3 separate regions of the Mus musculus genome follow, and regions 2 and 3 are each linked to region 1. A link is a contact called in public Hi-C and promoter capture Hi-C data. All regions are on one chromosome and are shown on one strand. Each heading gives the region's core, a stretch centred on a gene start, on an enhancer-like site or on the middle of the called end of the contact. The rest is flanking DNA. Distances are from core to core; before and after follow the strand shown.

Region 1 (3,096 bases), core at 422-2,921:
AGAGCTTCAGGGCATCTTCTGGAGATGCGCTGAAATAGCCGCACAGGAGAACTGAAGACCCAGGTCCCACCCTGGGGACAAGGCACTGAGCAAGTTTTCTGATCCTAGATGGACGGTCATTCAAATCCTGAGATATCCATCCTACAAGTCCCTCATGCCTATGACTTTTTTTTTGCACCACCAGCACCCCCTTTTTCTTGTATCCACAGTCAATCGCTCCCCTTCCTTAGGCTAAGGCAAAACAGACTATTCTCTTCCCTGACCCACCATTGCTAGCCATCGCCCCAGAAGTGTTTTCCTCCTGACCACACCTCCTGCTATACCCTCTCTGGCCTAGCACACTTGCACCTCCAGCTCCTCTGATCGCAGGGCCAACCTCAGGAAAGCCATCAGTGGGATTTAGTCTCTCCCTATGTTCCTGGCACTGGCTGTCATGTCTGTGGTACTCAGATGGCCAGATTGTGCGTCCTGATATCTGAGCTTGTTCACACCACCCAACCCAAAGCCACTTCCAATCAAGGCCTCTCCTCCAAAGCACCTGGCACAAGGGCTCTGTTTACTGTCCTGTCTAGACAAAGACATAAAATTTAGTGTCACCCATGACAGCGATGCATTCAACCTGCTCCTGGTGACACCACAGTAACCCTCAAACTCCATCTCAGCTTCTGCCTCTTCCATTCACCCCTGGGGTTCTCAGTGCGCTTCTATAAGGTGTTTAGGAGTCATCTGCCCACAGCAGGGCTCCTCCTTGTCAGGTACACCCACTCTCACTCCCACTGGTAGGTACTCCTCTCCCAGGACGCACAGGCTGGACCCACCCCTGCCCACCTGGAACTCCATTGGCTACAGCCAAAACCTGAGAATTCCCTTCCTCTTAGCAATTGTCCAGGCCGAATAGCCTGCTGCTGGCCAACCCATTCCATCATCTGCACACCATCGCTCCCTTGCTCGGTCACTGTCAAATACCAAATGTCACGAGCCAATTGGTAATGGGACAGACCCCAACCGCTAAGAGAGGAGTGCCCGGCCTTCAGAAAGCCAGAACCCAAGCCTTACGACCCCTCCCCCACACTCTGCCCTAGCCATGTTCCCAGAGACCCAGCCCAGGTCCACCTGGCCTGAGTCTCCCACGCCAGGCCCAAATGCCCTAGCAACCCTGCCCCCTGTTCAAGCCTCACACCAGAGAGAGATTCAGGGCCTCCAAGCCCTAAAATGCCTGTCTCTCTCTCTCTCTCTCTGACGCTTTGCAAGATACCCTCTTAGCATCTCCAAAGGAGAGGCTGAGGCGAAGGAGGGTCCTCTCCTCCTCAACCCCGTTGAGGAGGGTCTAATGGCTCCCAGCAGGTTGCGTTTCAGTTTGTCTTTTCCCACTAAAGGTTTCCCCAGTGGGGCTTGGGCCTGGTCCCGCCGCCATGCAGCTGCCCCTGCCCAGCCCACGGCCTGCAGCCTGGGGGCGGGAATAGTATAGGCCCACTGGCAGTCGCTACCGCTGCCGCTGCCGCTACCGCTGCCGCTGCCGTTGCCGTTGCCGCCGCCGCCTACCGCCCAGCTCTGCCGACCCGCTTGGCTCAGCCACCCGCCTCCTGCTGTCCCGCCGTTCGCATCCCGCGCTTACCCGGCCGGCCAGATGCAGCGCGCCGGCCGGCCCCGCCGAGCCTCCGCGCCGGGCCCAGGCGCTCCGTGCTGCGCTCCGCCCCTCCGCCGCGGGCACCGCCTCCGGCCGAGGCTCCGCCCCGCGCCCCCTGGACGCCCGGACCCCAGCCAAGAGAGGACCCAGGTCCTAAGGCTGTTGCGTAGTTCAGGTTGCCATGGCGACAACTCTGCGCGCTCAGGACAGGTGGCACTAGGTGACAGACAACCTAGCATCCACCCCAGACCCTGTGGTCAGTCCACTCGGCCTCACTCACAGCAAAAAAATTGTCAAAGAGTCCTCCTCACACCATGAAATGGCTCTGTATGTAGCTCTCCAAGCTCAGACCCTGACAGCCAATAAAGCGACTCTGCTTTCCTGCTTCAGGAAGACCTCTGGACTGGGACCCGCGGAGGTGGCTGGACAAAGGGGTGGGACTAAGTGCCCCGCTAGCTAGCCGCAGTTATACCTCCTGGCCAGACCTCAGCAGTGGCTCACAGGCTCACAGGGACACACACACGTTAGGGCCTAGATCCCAACACTGGAGTGTTATACTCTATGGGGAAAACCCAGCTGTGAGGCTTTCAGTCAGTACAAGGAGGGCCAAATGGGAGTGCATCGAGGCTCCAGGATAAGACTTCTCTCCAGGTCCTGCCTTCACTGAGTGACCCATTCCTTACCTGACAACCCAATAGCAGGGCTGCCCTGCCCAGAGGACAACAGGAGGCTAACTGGTTGCCTACGCTTCTTCCCAGAGCTGCAGCTTCGCTCTGCAAGCACTGAGGGCAAGAGAGCTGAAGGAACTTGAAGGGGGGAGCTCCTGTCAGCAGCCTAAATGACATTGGGTACACTTGGCAGCCAGCTCTGAGTGATGCATTCTGTTCTGGTGACCCTGGGAAGCTAGAATATCAGGCCATACTGGGTCACCCTCCTAGTAGGGGGTGGTTCCAAGATGCCCATCGTCGGGAGAGAAGGCTAAGGAACAGCCCTGTAGTAAGCAGTATGAGCCCCAACCAACCAGCTCTCTCCCCAGAAGTGCAACAAGACCCCGAAGCTCTCGTGTACCCAGGAAGAGGCCCTGCATCTAGCAAGGAAAGGTTCGATCTCCTCAACCTAGAGAACCAGGGGCCTGGGGGGAGAACACCCCTGACAGAGTCAAGCAGGAGTGAGGAGGCGGCTGGGAGGAGAAGGACAGGTGGCAGGTGGCAGCCCTGTCTGCTCTGTTTCTTCCTTCGTTCTCCTACTTCCTCTCAGCCACGGTTAACCCAACCCTCACCTAAAACCTGCCAGCTTGCCTCAGTGCTCTCTCTGTATCCCATGCCAGCATCCTCGAATCTGTGGGCAAACACAGGGAAAGGGGACGCTCCAGCTCTGCTCATAGTCAGGACCACAAAAGGAGACATCACCCAGGAACCATATGGGTGGGTGGTCCAGAGTCTTTACGAAGGTCCTTACAAGAGAAAGGC
Region 2 (3,096 bases), core at 206-2,705, 190 kb after region 1:
GACCCTGGTCCTCCACCTTGGGACTCTGACCATGGTTATCTCCTAAAGACACCAACTGTATAGGGAACCAGGAGCTCCTGTGAGTGCTTCACTCTGGGTTTCTGGAGTATTGCTTTGTTTTTGTTTTTTTTCCGGACATACCATTGGCTGTCCTGGACCTTTTGAGGCATTCAATGACATGTTGATTTGGGATCCCTTGGGGTGACTCGAGAGCACAGGAACTGTGCAGCACTCCAAATCCTTCAATTCCTTCATTTGCCATTTGACTTTAATATGTATTGTGCACATGATGGTGAGAGGGTACATGTGTGGAGGTCAAAAGAGAATTTTGTGGAGTAAATTCTCTCAGTCCGCCTTTACCAGAGTTCTTGGGATTGAACTCAAGCAAGGCAGACAGATTTGCTTGGCATTTACTTGACGAGCAATCTCACCAACCCTTCCTTTGCTATGTTTTGAGGAGATCCCTCCCAAGTTCTGTTTGTTTGTTTGTGACAGGGTTACTCTATGTATAAAACAGAGTCCTGGCTGGCCTCTAATTCACAGAGATTCACCTGCCCCTACCTCTGGAGTGCTGGGACTAAAGGTGTGCACCAACACAATCGGCTTTTTCCAAGTTGTTGTTCTTGTTCTTCTTCTAAATTGTGTTGATAACGCTGGTTTTGCAAGCTGATCAGAAGTCTGCATATTTACAATGCTTCCCTCTTAGTTTGAGCTCCTGTGGCATCCTGCAGTCTAATTTTGGAGTTTCTTACCTGTAGTAGTGCACAAGATTTGCTAAACTTCCCAAGGACTGACAGGTATGGCTGAGATTGTGAGCAGCGCCTGCGGATGCAGAGGGTTCTGTGTATGCTCTACTTTACCCAGAGCTCACTACCCTACTACCCAGACCCGTTACTGCCAGGAAATAGGAAGTCCTGCTGAGAACTCAGCGTTGAGGTGACCAACTGTGGTCCCAGAGACTGTTCACCCTGGGACTGAGGGATGGGGGATGAGGTGTCTGCAGCAGAGTCTGGGAGAACATTCCAGGTCCCTCTTAAACGCTGCCCCGCCGGCAGTCCTTGATCCTGCCCTCTAGGGCTTGCTGACTCCCCAAGTTACTCCCACTACATCCAGCCCAGGACGCTCCCAAAGCCTATTGTGCCAATCAGTGCAGGCTCCACGGGCCGGGCCTTGGCCGCACACAAGTTACCGCCCACAAACCCATCCCACTACTTTGTTTCCAGATTTCCTCTCTCAGACAATCGGCTCTCCTTCGGCTCCGCATACCGAAAGCTTCGTGGCCTCGGCGCCATCTACAGGCTCCTCCCATACTCGTCCCAGCTCCACCCACCGGCCTACTCCGGGCCCCGTCACTTTAAGCCTCGCCCCTGTCCCAGGCTCCTCCCTCAGCCCGCATTTCCTCCTAGGCTCCTCCCACGGCCCGAGTCGGGTCCCGGGCTGCGCTCCTCGCCCCGCCCCGCCCCGCCCCGCCCTTCTCGCCCGCCCTCCAGTCCCGCCCCGTTGTTGGCTTTTGGCCCGCGAGGCCTCCGGGTTCCAGGTTTGGAGCTTTGCTTCCGGCCGCCCGGAAGGTCGGCGGTTCGGTCCCAGCGTCCCAACGATTCTTGAGTTCCTTTATCGGTCCCGCGGGCGCGGCCGTTGCAGGCAGCGCGGCCCGCACGCGCTGGGCGAATCTGCCGCGACGAATCGGCAGGCGTGGCGCCGGCGGCCTCGCGAGAGTGCGGCGCAGACGGAGGCGGCGCGACGGGCCTTGCGGGCTGAGGGCCGCGGGCGGAGAGCGGACTGCTGAGCGGCTGGGGGGCCGGTGGGGCCCCGCGGCTCCACCATGACGGGCCGCGTCTGCCGCGGCTGCGGCGGCACGGACATCGAGTTGGATGCGGCGCGCGGCGATGCGGTGTGCACGGGCTGCGGCTCGGTGCTCGAGGACAACATCATCGTGTCCGAGGTGCAGTTCGTGGAGAACAGCGGCGGCGGCTCGTCGGCGGTCGGCCAGTTCGTGTCGCTGGACGGTGAGTTCTGCAGCTCGGGCGAGGGGGCCGGGCAGGGCTGCGTGTGCGAGGTCCGAGGGAGGAGTCGAGGCTGGCGGGGAAACTGAAGTAGGTCGTCCTGTGACAGACCGTGGGCAGTCGGACAGGGAAACTGAGGCAGGGCCGGGCCGGGAATCTGCAGCCAGGTCCCCTCCGAGTCCCGTACGCCGATGTAAACTCCGCGATCTGCCCGGTCCAAGCGTCGCGGTCCGGTCCAACGGAGGTCGTCGGGCTGGGTCCCGAAATCTGACAGGCACGGCTTTCAGGCTCGCAGGTTCCGTTTATCCGGTTGGCCACTCTAACAGGTGTCATTGCCCTAAGGGCTATGAAGAAGATGTGCCCAGCCTCAATTCTCTGCCCAGTCGCCTGAGTCCTTATCTTTTTAAAATAAGGGTTTGTTTCCTAACCGTTGAATGTCGAGTCTCTAGGTGAGTTATACTTCCAAGTCTTTCTTTGTATATCTGATTCTTGAGGCAAATGTTACTATTTTGACCAAAGGTTTTACATTTTGAAGCATTCCAATTTGTCGCCTTTTCTTTCTTGAGAGTTTCCTTTGTCACGAATCTAAGATGTCTTTGAGTCACCGCGTTTGTCTTCTAAAAGTTATTGTTTACACTTTTACGCAGTTTTGTTTTTATTTTCTGTAGACTGGGGATCTAGCCCAGGGACTCTGGCACACTAAACAGTTCCCAAATCCCTATGTCAGTGGAAGCCTAGTCCACATTTTTTGAGTTAAGCCTTGTGGAAAGTGGGATGTGCGGGCTGAGGCTCCTTTCTTGTCTGCGGAGGTACCATTTTCCACACATAGTTTGCTGAAAGGATTCCTTTTTTTTTTTTTACATGGAGTTACCATTGTTCCTTCCGCAGAGGTCATTGTCTGCCCCCCTGTGTGAGTCTGCTCCGGGTTCTGTAGTGCATTCAGCCTGACCTTTTGTTTACATTTAATGTTTTGCGATCAGAATTGTGAGCCATCCAGCTTTTGCCTTCCTCTATGGACTAGTGTATTTGTAATCTCTTTCCCTTGGACTGTATGTAACTGTATTTGCATATTTATATGTATTGTGTGTATGGA
Region 3 (3,096 bases), core at 399-2,898, 150 kb after region 1:
GTTTTGTGACTGGGGACAGTGCCTCGGAATGTCAATTCTCAGCAGCCGGTGTCCTTTTCCCTCTGTTCTGTGACTGGCTAGTTTTACTTAGCCCTCACTCCCTACTGCCTAAGCTCTGACCAGGGAACGCTTTACAGAAGTGTCCTCTATGCAGCCATGACCAGGATCCCCTCCATCAAAGTATGCCCATTCACTACCAGAGAATAGCCTAGCCCAGACTCTGCACTGCCCTGACAGCACTGTGGAAAGCACTTTGGCAGCCCTCTACAAACACCGATTGCCACCTTTCCCTCAGGCATGTGATGGCACACAGAGCTTATGAGCTCTGTCTCACAAAGGACTAAATCTCAGGCCCCCAAACCTGCTGACCCTATGTTTGTTGGAGGAAAAACTGAAGGGCCTTTTGTTCCAGGCGCAGCCCCCTCATGCATGCCTGGCCACGTGGGAGCTGGGTCTGTGGTGGCAGCTGGCCATTTGTTCTCATGCCCTGTGGGCAGAGAAATACCACATGCCAGCACCCTGGAGGCCAAGCAGGGTGGTGCCTACCCCTGTGTGTGTCCAAGTGTCAGGACTGTATATGCAAGTCTGCCAGTTCTCTTGTTAAAAGGCACAGTGTGACTGACAGTCCTGGGGGAGTAGGTTCTACGAGAGGCTATGGGCTCACTCACTGCACCCTGAGCACCTGCTAACCTCGAGCCAGAAATGTACCTGTGTGGCCTGGGGCAGCTGCCGGCCTCACCGGCTCAGCTCAGTTTTCTCCTCAGTGCCTGGACCTTATCTGGACTTGGTTGCCCCTGGTTAATGAGAAAAGAAGTTCAAGAGTGCTTCCCAATGTCCCCCACTGGCCAGCACTCAGGGCCAGGGCAGCTTCTATAGAAGGCAAGGGTCAGCGGGCCGTAACCAGGCCAGATACCCTCCAACCACTGTGTTACTACATTCCCACCTCACCCCATCAGAGGCCAGCCCCATCAAGGCAGGTGGTGGAGAAGAGGAACAGATAGTACCACTCAGTCCTGGGACCAGGGCAAAGGCGGCAGACAGCACAGTCAACAAGGAGGAGCCATTTGCGTACTCTCTGCTGGGATTGTAGGCAAGCTCCGAAGGGGCTCTGTGGGTGAGGCTAGAACACAGAACTCAAAGTGGGGCTGCATTGGCCATGTGTTCCACCATTCCACCGAGGAGCCACCAGCATCAAATAATTGGGATCCTGCCATCAGGAGGCTGTGCCCTCAGATCAACAGGGCCTGCCTGGATCCTTCAGCTCAGGGACCATCCCATTCTTCTATCACAAGCCAGAAGCCTCAGGTATGCGAGTGTGCTGTGCACATGATGGCTGACAGAAGGGGAGTGTCTCTCCCCTCTACTTCTATCTCCTGTGTCACACACGGGCATGCCATTGTGAGGTTGTGACAGTCTTGATCGTTAGTTTGACTGGACTGAGATGCCTAAGAGATTATTAGAGCACAGTTCTGGAGTGGCCGGTGAGGTCCTTCCAGGGACTACTAGGTCATGAGAGGGCTGGTCTCATCAATGAACCACTGGCAGATACAAAATTGGAAGATTATGGAACTCTGAAAGGAGGAGTCATGGCTGGAGGAAAGAGGTCACCCTGGAGAGTCCATCTTGACGTGGCCCGTCCCTCCCACCCCGCGAGTAGTCTCTACCACACCCTTTGGCCTTTCTGTTCTGCTTCCCCACAGCTCTAAAAGTCAGGAACTGAAACATCTCAAACTTGAAAGCAAGTTTCCTCCTTAAAGATGTTTCTGTCATGTTAACAGCGAGAGTTAACATGGAGACTAGGGCTTCAAACAGGACAGAGGCCAGCCTAGGCTGCAGTTAGCCTTGTGGTGGGGATAGCTGTTTCCTTCCAGACCTCCTGAGAAGGCTTCCCAGGGTTGCGTGGGAAGGCAGGCTCCACAAGCCTCAGCACTCGGCTGATCTATGATCTGGGCCACCTTTTAGGAGGCACTACGGAGGGAGAAAAGACACGTCGCAGGAAGGAAGAGATGTGCAGAGCCCTGCTGTAGGACACTGTAGGGAGCCCTGCCCTGCAACTGGTCATATCAGAGGAAGACAGGCCGGGCTCGGTGTGGGCCAGGCCCAAAGCCACATTCACCTCAAAGTCACCCACAACCTCCACAAGCCAGCATTCATTCAGTGTCGAGGCAGGCAGGGCCTGAGGAGGTTCCCTTCATAGACAGAGGCTGTGAGTGCAGGCATCTGACATGTCCTTCGTGGCAATGTTCATGGGGTACAAGGAACAGCAGGCCTCTGGCCTGAGCAACCATCTTGTCTGCAGCCACAAGAGATGTCTCCAACCAGGAAGGTGAGAGTCTGGGAGCCACCAGCCTGGGAACATCTAGACCTCTAGACTGAAGTGCCAACACCTTTCTCCTGTCCCTCCCACAGCAGTTCATGGGGCAGAGGGTGAAGGGTGGACAACAACGGGAATGCAAGCCAGGTGTGTTGGTACACAACTGTAATCCCAGTACTTAGGACCATCAGGAGTTCAAGGCCAAGCTCACCATATATTCAGTTCCAGGCCAGACCATACTAAGTAACAGCCTGTCTCAAAAACAATCAAAAAGAATGGGACACCCTGTGCTGGGTGTGAATGGATGCTGTTTCCCGTGCCTTCAACCTTGTGGCAGCTACTCTCCAACATCATCTGCCTGGCTATGGAAAACCCCTAAGAGACTAGTATACCTCTAGGTTTGCTATGAGGGTGTGTGAGAGGCACCATAGGCAGTTGGAAGCAGGTGGGACAGGGAAGGAAGAGGAGCGAGCCTGTAGCACAGGAGTGCTCTTTGCTTCCTGTCCGTCACAAGGTAAATAGCTGTGCTCTCCTCTGAAGCTGAGCAAAGTAAACCATTCTCCCCTCAGCCTCATAAACGGCTGTTCTCAGGCTCCTGTGTCACCAAAGGGTCTGACTAACTCAAATGCTCAGCTCTCTAAGGAGTCACCCGAGGCTGCCTGTCCCAGGTGTGTCCCAGACTGCTTTAACAACACCTCCACAGCTGGCTGGCACCAGCTGGGGCAGAACAGTCCAAAGTGACAGTTTGCAGCACAGGGCCTGACCAGCCCTCTCGGCTGACT

The links. A called contact is a pair of places that touch in the nucleus more often than the background predicts. Capture Hi-C pulls out chosen DNA fragments and counts their contacts.
Region 2: a contact with region 1 is called in a promoter capture Hi-C map of adipose tissue. The contact joins the promoter of 9230104M06Rik here to the promoter of Tmem121 in region 1. A contact is called at or near these places in 5 of 39 promoter capture datasets (the HPC-7 cell line, cranial neural crest, embryonic stem cells and 2 more), 1 of 15 datasets of contacts at CTCF or cohesin (large pre-B cells), 6 of 484 Hi-C or Micro-C datasets (B cells, cortical neurons, embryonic stem cells and 1 more), 7 of 115 datasets of contacts at active chromatin or transcription factors (embryonic stem cells, extraembryonic endoderm stem cells, large pre-B cells and 2 more) and 3 of 9 other capture datasets (adipose tissue, liver and pancreatic islet).
Region 3: a contact with region 1 is called in a Hi-C map of nephron progenitors, with 3 times the contacts expected there. The contact joins the enhancer-like site here to the promoter of Tmem121 in region 1. A contact is called at or near these places in 1 of 15 datasets of contacts at CTCF or cohesin (large pre-B cells), 1 of 484 Hi-C or Micro-C datasets (nephron progenitors) and 2 of 9 other capture datasets (adipose tissue and liver).

Annotation. Positions count from the first base shown.
Region 1 is chr12:113,184,478-113,187,573 of GRCm38.p6, reverse strand. Tmem121 (transmembrane protein 121) reads right to left here and starts at 1,671. Exons shown (of 2, transcript NM_153776.2): 1 at 1,616-1,671.
Region 2 is chr12:112,999,083-113,002,178 of GRCm38.p6, reverse strand. It overlaps 9230104M06Rik (a long non-coding RNA gene), which reads right to left and starts at 1,455. Exons shown (of 3, transcript XR_001780729.2): 1 at 1,267-1,455; 2 at 753-822. It overlaps Brf1 (BRF1, RNA polymerase III transcription initiation factor 90 kDa subunit), which reads left to right and starts at 1,558. Exons shown (of 18, transcript NM_028193.3): 1 at 1,558-2,006. The coding sequence starts at 1,823.
Region 3 is chr12:113,030,188-113,033,283 of GRCm38.p6, reverse strand. All of the region lies in intron 1 of Pacs2 (phosphofurin acidic cluster sorting protein 2), which reads right to left. Among named protein-coding and RNA genes, the nearest start is that of Pacs2, 17 kb to the right of the region's middle. Within about 2 kb of position 1,648, at least 105 of the 459 cell types and tissues checked have an H3K27ac peak or open chromatin away from gene starts, as enhancers often do. A contact at or near this core is called in adipose tissue, liver and nephron progenitors, where this site is marked.